2 separate regions of the Rattus norvegicus genome follow, and region 1 is linked to region 2. The links are chromatin contacts, called in public Hi-C maps. All regions are on one chromosome and are shown on one strand. Each heading gives the region's core, a stretch centred on a gene start, on an enhancer-like site or on the middle of the called end of the contact. The rest is flanking DNA. Distances are from core to core; before and after follow the strand shown. Region 1 overlaps Col18a1 (collagen type XVIII alpha 1 chain). Region 2 overlaps Adarb1 (adenosine deaminase, RNA-specific, B1).

Evidence for each region. A called contact is a pair of places that touch in the nucleus more often than the background predicts.
Region 1: a Hi-C map of the A7r5 cell line shows a contact between it and region 2, with 4 times the contacts expected there. The contact joins two enhancer-like sites. A contact is called at or near these places in 7 of 12 Hi-C or Micro-C datasets (the A7r5 cell line, Schwann cells, frontal cortex and 4 more).

Annotation. Positions count from the first base shown.
Region 1 is chr20:11,503,455-11,507,182 of GRCr8, reverse strand. The region is part of intron 2 of Col18a1 (collagen type XVIII alpha 1 chain); the gene reads right to left. Among named protein-coding and RNA genes, the nearest start is that of Col18a1, 32 kb to the right of the region's middle. Within about 2 kb of position 2,457, at least 12 of the 93 cell types and tissues checked have an H3K27ac peak or open chromatin away from gene starts, as enhancers often do. A contact at or near this core is called in the A7r5 cell line and Schwann cells, where this site is marked.
Region 2 is chr20:11,298,392-11,301,951 of GRCr8, reverse strand. All of the region lies in intron 2 of Adarb1 (adenosine deaminase, RNA-specific, B1), which reads right to left. Among named protein-coding and RNA genes, the nearest start is that of Trnaa-agc36, 59 kb to the left of the region's middle. Within about 2 kb of position 1,846, at least 6 of the 93 cell types and tissues checked have an H3K27ac peak or open chromatin away from gene starts, as enhancers often do. A contact at or near this core is called in the A7r5 cell line and Schwann cells, where this site is marked.

The DNA of each region.
Region 1 (3,728 bases), core at 1,208-3,707, 200 kb before region 2:
CAGAAGAGAGATACAGACCCAAGAGGACAGCACTCAAGAACAGAAGCAGAAGTTACAATGATGGGGTCACAGCCAGGATGAGGCCTGAGGCCTTGTATGTAATACCTCGGATGCGGGGTTTTCTATTAAGGCCCCAGAAACTCCAGGAACCACCCAGGAACAGTGCGGGCAGGAAAAAAGGCTGAACTCCCAGGGTTACAGTGGCCTCTGCTGGAGGCGGCCCAGGCTGGCATGTGGTCATTGCTAATTCACATGACTGTGATTTCAACTCACAAGGGGTCCTGGCCAAGGAGGGGCCGGGTGTCAGGCTGTGCCTCCCTGTGCTATCTGCAAGCCTTTCCGCTCCCCAGAGAAGTGCAGGCCCTTTGATCCCTTGGGCTTTGGCCACCATCCCAGGCACCCCAGGAGGGCTGTTCATTAAGCAACAGGGATCCCAGCCTTAGTACCTCACGTAGGTCAGAGGCCCCACAGCCTAGAGCCATAAACAGAGGCTACCACACATTTTATTTCTAAGAACATTTGGTTGAAAACTACCAAAGTAAGTGGGGTGGGGGTGGGCGTATGCCTTTAACCCCAGCGCTCAGGAAGCAATAGCAGGTGAGTTTGAGGCCAGCCTGGTCTACTGTGTGAGTTCCAGGACAGCTAGGGCTACAAAGAGAAACCCTGACTTAAGAAGGTGAGGAGAGGGGCTGGGGATTTAGCTCAGTGGTAGAGCGCTTACCTAGGAAGCGCAAGGCCCTGGGTTCGGTCCCCAGCTCCGAAAAAAAAAGAACCAAAAAAAAAAAAAAAAAAAAAGAAGGTGAGGAGAAGGAGGAGGATGAGGAGGAGGAAGAAGAGGAAGAGGGAGAGGAGGAAGAGGGAAAACAGGAGGAAGGAAGGAAAAAAGAGGAAGAAGAGGGGGAGGAGGAAGAAAGGAAGGAGAAAACAAAAAAAGACCAAAAAAGAAAAGAAAAGAAAACAAACAGAAAAACTACTAAGGGAGCATGAGCGGAAACAGGGTACCAACAGAAAAATATCTAAGACGCCCTCAGCGGGCTTTCCCTGTCTTCTTCCAGTTGTAGGGAAAGAGAGAAATCAATGCCAAGAATGAGGCCAGGAAGAGCAGGGGGGGAACATAGAGGGCTTTGCTGTCATTGAAGCATTAAAGGTGACGTCCGTGCGCACCTGAGACTACCTGCACACTGCCAATCCTTCAGGCAGAGGTACCTGCTGGCCGGCCCATGCCAGAGCCAACATCGGGTCTGGGGCTTTTCTCATTCCCCAGCCTTTTCTGTAGTCTCTTACCTCTCCCTTAGCAAGTTCCTCACAGCACTGGTATCCCAACGTTGTCAGTATGCCCCAGGATTCAGCCTCTGGTCCCCTCCTCCTTCTGAGATCCCCAAACTAGCCCCAGGGAGTGCCAAGACCTCTCCCCACAGGCCTGAGAGCTACTAGGATCTGAAGAGCCCACAGCATCTCCCATAGGAGAAGGAAACTGTTACCTCCCAGAGCTACTCCCGAGGGCTGCCCACGTGGAGTCAAAAAGAAACGCTACTCACTCAACAGAGGCTGGGGATGCTCACCTGGGTTTACAAACCACCCTCTCCAGAGCTCCCCAGAGAGAGTCTGTTTAAGGATCAGGTGGGGGGGGGGGGGAGAACACACATATGACAGCTGGTGGTGAAAAATTCCCATGGTCAGATCGAGGGTAGAGGTCCTTGACTGCAGCCTGGGGACCCATTGCTGGTTTTGCATGGCCAGAAGAAAGACTAACCTTCCCCTGAGTGAGGGACCACGCTGTGCCTGGGCCCATGGCCAACACTCTATTCTCACTTCCTACACTGCCATCAGACTCTTTGAAAAATTTGAGATGACCCCCAAGTCCAGTTGAGTATGTTGCTAAGATCACAGCAGGGCTTGGCGGGAGACAAAGGTCCCTGGTTCTGGAAGACACTGTCACCTCTGGACCCCAGCCTGACCCACTTCCTCCCAGTGGCAGCTCAGAAACCCACCTGTGGCCCGCCAAGCCATACCTGGCAACCGGTTGGTTTCCTGGCTTTTCACCAGCTGTCTCACCGGGTGGCACGTGGTCAAGTAACACAATAAATTCTACCCAGAATCTACGGAATGCAATTAGCAAAGAGCAGAGATGCCAAAAAAAAAAAAAAAAAAAAAAACAGTGCAACAGGGCGGGGCCAAGACATCCACCCCCTCCCCCAAACTCCTGCAGCCTGGAGGCCAGGTGGGTGATTCAGCCAGCACAGCCTTGGCACCCCAAATCACCTTCCCACCAGCTCTGAGCTACTGATGACACAGGGAAAGATGTGGGTGGGTGACCCAGGCTCTCACTCAAACATTTCCCAGAGCCTTTCTCTGGGTTCCACCCACTCCGCTGAGATTACCGAACCCCATACAGACCATGATTCACTCCACGGGACTTAGCGCTGAGCTGCCAAGGTGAGTAACATCTGAAATCCCTTCAAAGTCAGGCTCTGGCATCCTGCAGTGTGCCAGCCTCCGTGTGTCCACTAAGGAGGAACCCCAGGGAAACACTGGATCAGCCAAGATTGGTCAGGACGTGGTCTCAGACTAGGTGGCGGCCACCAGAGGGAGCCACAGACCCGGCATTTCTTAGCCACTTGCAAGCTTTTCTAAGGAGCTCTTCCTGGGATGATACTGTATCAGGAAAGAAACTTATATACAGTAATTCAAAGTGAGAGAATAACTTCTCAACTTCTCAGTCCCCATAACCAGTACACAGCACCTCCTCTGTCCACACCTCTGTGCGCTCTCTCTCTCTCTCTCTCTCTTTCTCTCTCTCACATACACACACACACACACACACACACACACACACACACACACACACACACACACACACACAAGCCTGTCCCCTTCTGTGCCCTGCTTTACAGAGGACCTCATCAGGTCACCCTAGGGGGAAGGTGTGTGGCAGCTTCAGTCCCACCAGCAGCCTCTAAGCCTCCTCTCTGTCTGCATCACCAGGTGCTTGTCTGGTCCAGCACCATACAGCTACCAACAGATGATGTTGTACTCTCTCCTGGTGGGTAGCAGTTCCCTTTGCATGTAATGTAAACTCTAAGAACGGGGTGTCGGGGTGATGGGTAGAGACCCCAAGTCACAGAGATGCTCCTATGCCCTCTGCTCTATGTGGGGAGTGGATTTTCCCCCTACACCAATGCTGGAGATGAACCCACGTCTCCCGCCCATCCAATCAGGTAAATTCTCTCTGAGTGGCCACAGCTCAGCCCTGTCCTATGGGTCGAAAATGATCCATTTTGTCTTTACCTCTGTGAGCTTAGCAGAATACCCAAGATGCCTGTCGTCCTTAGAAACTATGATGGCTGTGCCTCCTGTCAAGGGTTAATCTGCAGGTGAATGTAAAAGACACTGCCAGAGTTTTCACTCTGGAAGCCAGGGATAAAGTAGCCTAACCCCCAGCCCCTGGGGTTCTCTTAGGAAGAAGAGAAGGGGTTCGGCCTGAGGGACTCCCTACCATGCTAGTCTTGGGAGCGGAAACACAAGAATTACAGGGGTGAGTGGCTTCCAGATTATAGGAAAGCCAGAATGGTTTTCCCAGCAGGAACTTGCCTGTTAAATTTCCTGACTACTGTAGCCAGTTGGACACATTTCCTGCTTCCAACTGGGTTCTACCGATAAACGGGTCTTAAGCCAAGGACTCATGGCAGCTTATTAAAGCAGCTTCAGGAAGCCCAGTCTTACCTGTG
Region 2 (3,560 bases), core at 597-3,096:
CTCCTGGGGTGCTTAGCTGTGTTTGGGATGGTGCCTGCTGCTTTTACGTTGGCTCATGGTTAAAACAGCCACACGCCACCCTTTACCAAAAGAGAAAACACGGGTTTCGACAATTATTCCCATTTTGAAATATTTACTGAATATTTGTCCAAATGCCGACTGGCCACACTAAGTAAACACTCCCCCCTGTGCCTTGACACGAACAGCGGGGCTGTGTGGCTCAGTGTGGCTGAGCACCAGCGGAGTTGATCAAGAACGTCGGGTAGCAGCACGGTCAATAGCGTTGTATAGAACAGGCAAGTATGGGGTGACCATAGTGAGGACCAGAGTCCCAGTGCCCCACCAGCTCCGCTTTCCTCAGCGTGACATCTACACCTGTGACTTCCCTCCCCAGGAGACGCCACACATGCTTATTGCCGAGATAGAACCGCAGGTACTAATGGCCTCGGAAGCCCAGGGCCAGCATCTCCTCTGGGCACCCCAGATCCGCACACGTAAGCGGCATCTCATCTGCGGCACCTGCCCAGCCGCCAGCCTACAAACCCCATGAAGAGCTCAGAGCTTGGTCTCTGTCTGTGACATAAACCCCAGCACTTCCCAGGGCACACGAGGTGGGTCTACAATCAGGGCGCCCTCATTCCTGATCACATCTGTGCTCACTGGACCGAGGGGCCTTGGGAGAGCACATCAGTCACGTCTGCTTCTTGTGTGCCAAGTCTATACACACTTGACAGTGTTTGGCTGCAAACTGAGGTCCTTAACCTGGAAGGGGTTCTAAGCGGAAAGGATCAAAGGGCAAGGCAGGGTCAGACACAGTTTAAACAGTGTGTTCCAGGTACCTTTCCTTTATCTTCGCTGGAGGACATAAATTCTCTGCTGTTCAGGTCTCTCTCTAGCAGATACCAGTCAGAGTCTGAGGTATGCAGGGTGGTGGCTGGTGGGGGTGCTGGAGTCTGACCCGGCTTGATCAGTGGCACGCCTTCCTCATGGAGAGAGTGTGCGTGGGGGGTTGCAGGCCACACTGAGTGGGACCTTGAGATTTAGCGCCCAAATGGCCTGCATACAGTGAGTGCTCCTGTCAATTTAAATAGATTTCAGCAAGAAGCCAGGCCAGCAGAGCCTGCAGTCGCGCTTCTTCATGCCCCTGGCCTGTGACTATTTTTGGTGAGTTAGGAAATTGATGATGATAGAACCCTGGACAGTGCTGACCACAGTCAGCAGACCCAGACGGCTGTACCTGCCATGTGATCTCAAGATCCCTGACTCTGGCTGATTATCTCAGGAAAATTCCAATAATCCCTAAATGAATGCATTCGCATCACACTTCAACTTGTTTTCGGTTATGTTCCAGATACACATGTAAATGGAGCTTAAATTTATGAGCATAATGACCCAAAATGAGGTAATAAACCCGAGTTCCACCTGTGTAGTTAGAGAAACCAAATCCAGCCCATTCTCTTTAGGAAGAACATTTACTGTAACCAAATGATAAAACAGAGTATAAAATACTTAGCATGTAGTTTAAAACCTCACAATAAGTTAAAGCTATATTCAGAAAAATTTTAACAAGTATGAATATTAGACACATGAAATCTAGAATATTCTGCTTATATTTAATTAGTTCTCCTTCCCACGGGACAACTAAACAGAGCAAAGCCACAGAAAATGTTTCTAAAACTGCATTTTCAATATTAGCATTTACACTGGGAATTGGCATTACTGAGATTTATTCTGGACCCAATTTCTGTAACATTCCAAGTGTGACTCAGTATTTCAGTTGCTAAACTGGAATGTGTTGCTGCCACGGATGCGTCCTCTCTGAGAGGAGCTCTTGCCCTGCCATCAAGGCCCTCCCTTGTGCCTTGAAGCTGCCAGCTTCACAAATGCAATGAGACATACATCATATCTGCCACAGCACATTCCAGAAAATCTGAGCTATCTACCCACTTTTGTGTGTGTGTGTGTGTGTGTGTGTGTGTGTGTGTGTGTGTGTGTACTTGTACGTGTGTGGAAAGTTGTCAGTGGCAACTTTCTACACTTGAGGCCCTCTCATAGCTGACGTCACACACAAGATTTCATATGGTCCATTCCAGAGCAAGCCTTCAGCCTGACAGTCAAGGGCACCATTGTTACTACTGAAACTACTGAAACATATAAAGCTCTGATGCTGGGATGCAGAAGCTCCCTGTGGGCCCTTGTTAAGATAGGTGGGCAGATACAGAGACGGGTTAGTGGCACTCCACCCCACACCCCAACCCTTGCCTTGTTCTTCATCTCTCAAAAGATCCCCTCTGTCTGAACTCAAGCTGAGGCTAAGGGGAAGGCTCCTTGACAGCATCTCGGGGCTCATGGCCAGCTGTCCTCTTCACACTGAGCAGGGAAGGATGCTCTGAGTCTCGGGATTATTTTCCGTCAGCACTCAGAGTACGTGCTTCTGCTGAGCTGGAGTCTCCTCTACGATGTGCCCAACCCCCCCTCATTTCTCCACCCTGGAAACCAGGCAGAAGAGGATGGCTTCAGATCGAGGCACCCGATGATGGCCTTTGGATATGTGCAGAAGAGCTGGGAGCAGACTAAAGATGCTCTCACGTTTGAGGCAAACGAAAGACTCAGAGAGGAAGCAAAAGGACGGGACACAGACATGGGACCTTACGCATACAATGTGGTGGTGATCGTGGGGGAATCTGGCAAAGGAGCACCTCTGAATTTCGGCTCACCCCAGCCTACATGGTGGCTGGCAACTGACTCCTGATCAGACGTTAATGGGTCTTACAGTCTGACCATGCCAAAGGCTCCTCTCAGGCCTTGTCAGAAGCATCTGCCTGGCCAGCACCAGGACTAAACAGCTTTCCTTCTCATGAGACTTTCTGCAGTGCACACAAGCTAACCACTGTTTGTCCTGTGGGGGGCAGAGCAGCCACACAGTAAATGAAGGAGGGAGGGAGAAAAATCACCGAAAATGTATTGTCACAGTTCAACAAGCAGCTTGTCACTACAATTTCACCACAGAACTAAAAATTTAAAAGCATGTATTTTTTTTTTTGGCCCAATTGATAAGATATGATTGCCCTCCTAAACATACAAAGCCCAATACACATCCATCTCTTTAAAACATTCGTAACAACCTATAAAGATACAATGTGGAATCTTAACATCACCTGCCATATTGTCCTGCCACAGCTTCTCTCTAAAAGCATGTATTATCCTGGTCTTAGAAAAACACAATTCATTACACACAATCTTAAAGTATTTCAAAAGCTCACACTTCCGATCTTAAGTAACTATGGTGTAACTACATGTCCAGCCTTCACAGCCTCCGTGGCTTTAGACGTGTTTGCTTCTTCAGTTTCACAGACGTATTATAAACCACCAAGAGCATGTGCTACTACTATACACAGTCACGCTGCTCAGTAACCGACAGTGAGCTGATTTAGAAGCCTGGCTGGAGGCAAAGTACCATCCTATACAGGCCTAGCTGTAGCTGGGTGATGCTCTACTCTTTAAGATGCTAGTCCGAAGAAGGCATCTCACAGCAGAGCTTTCCCTGCAGCTGACACAGC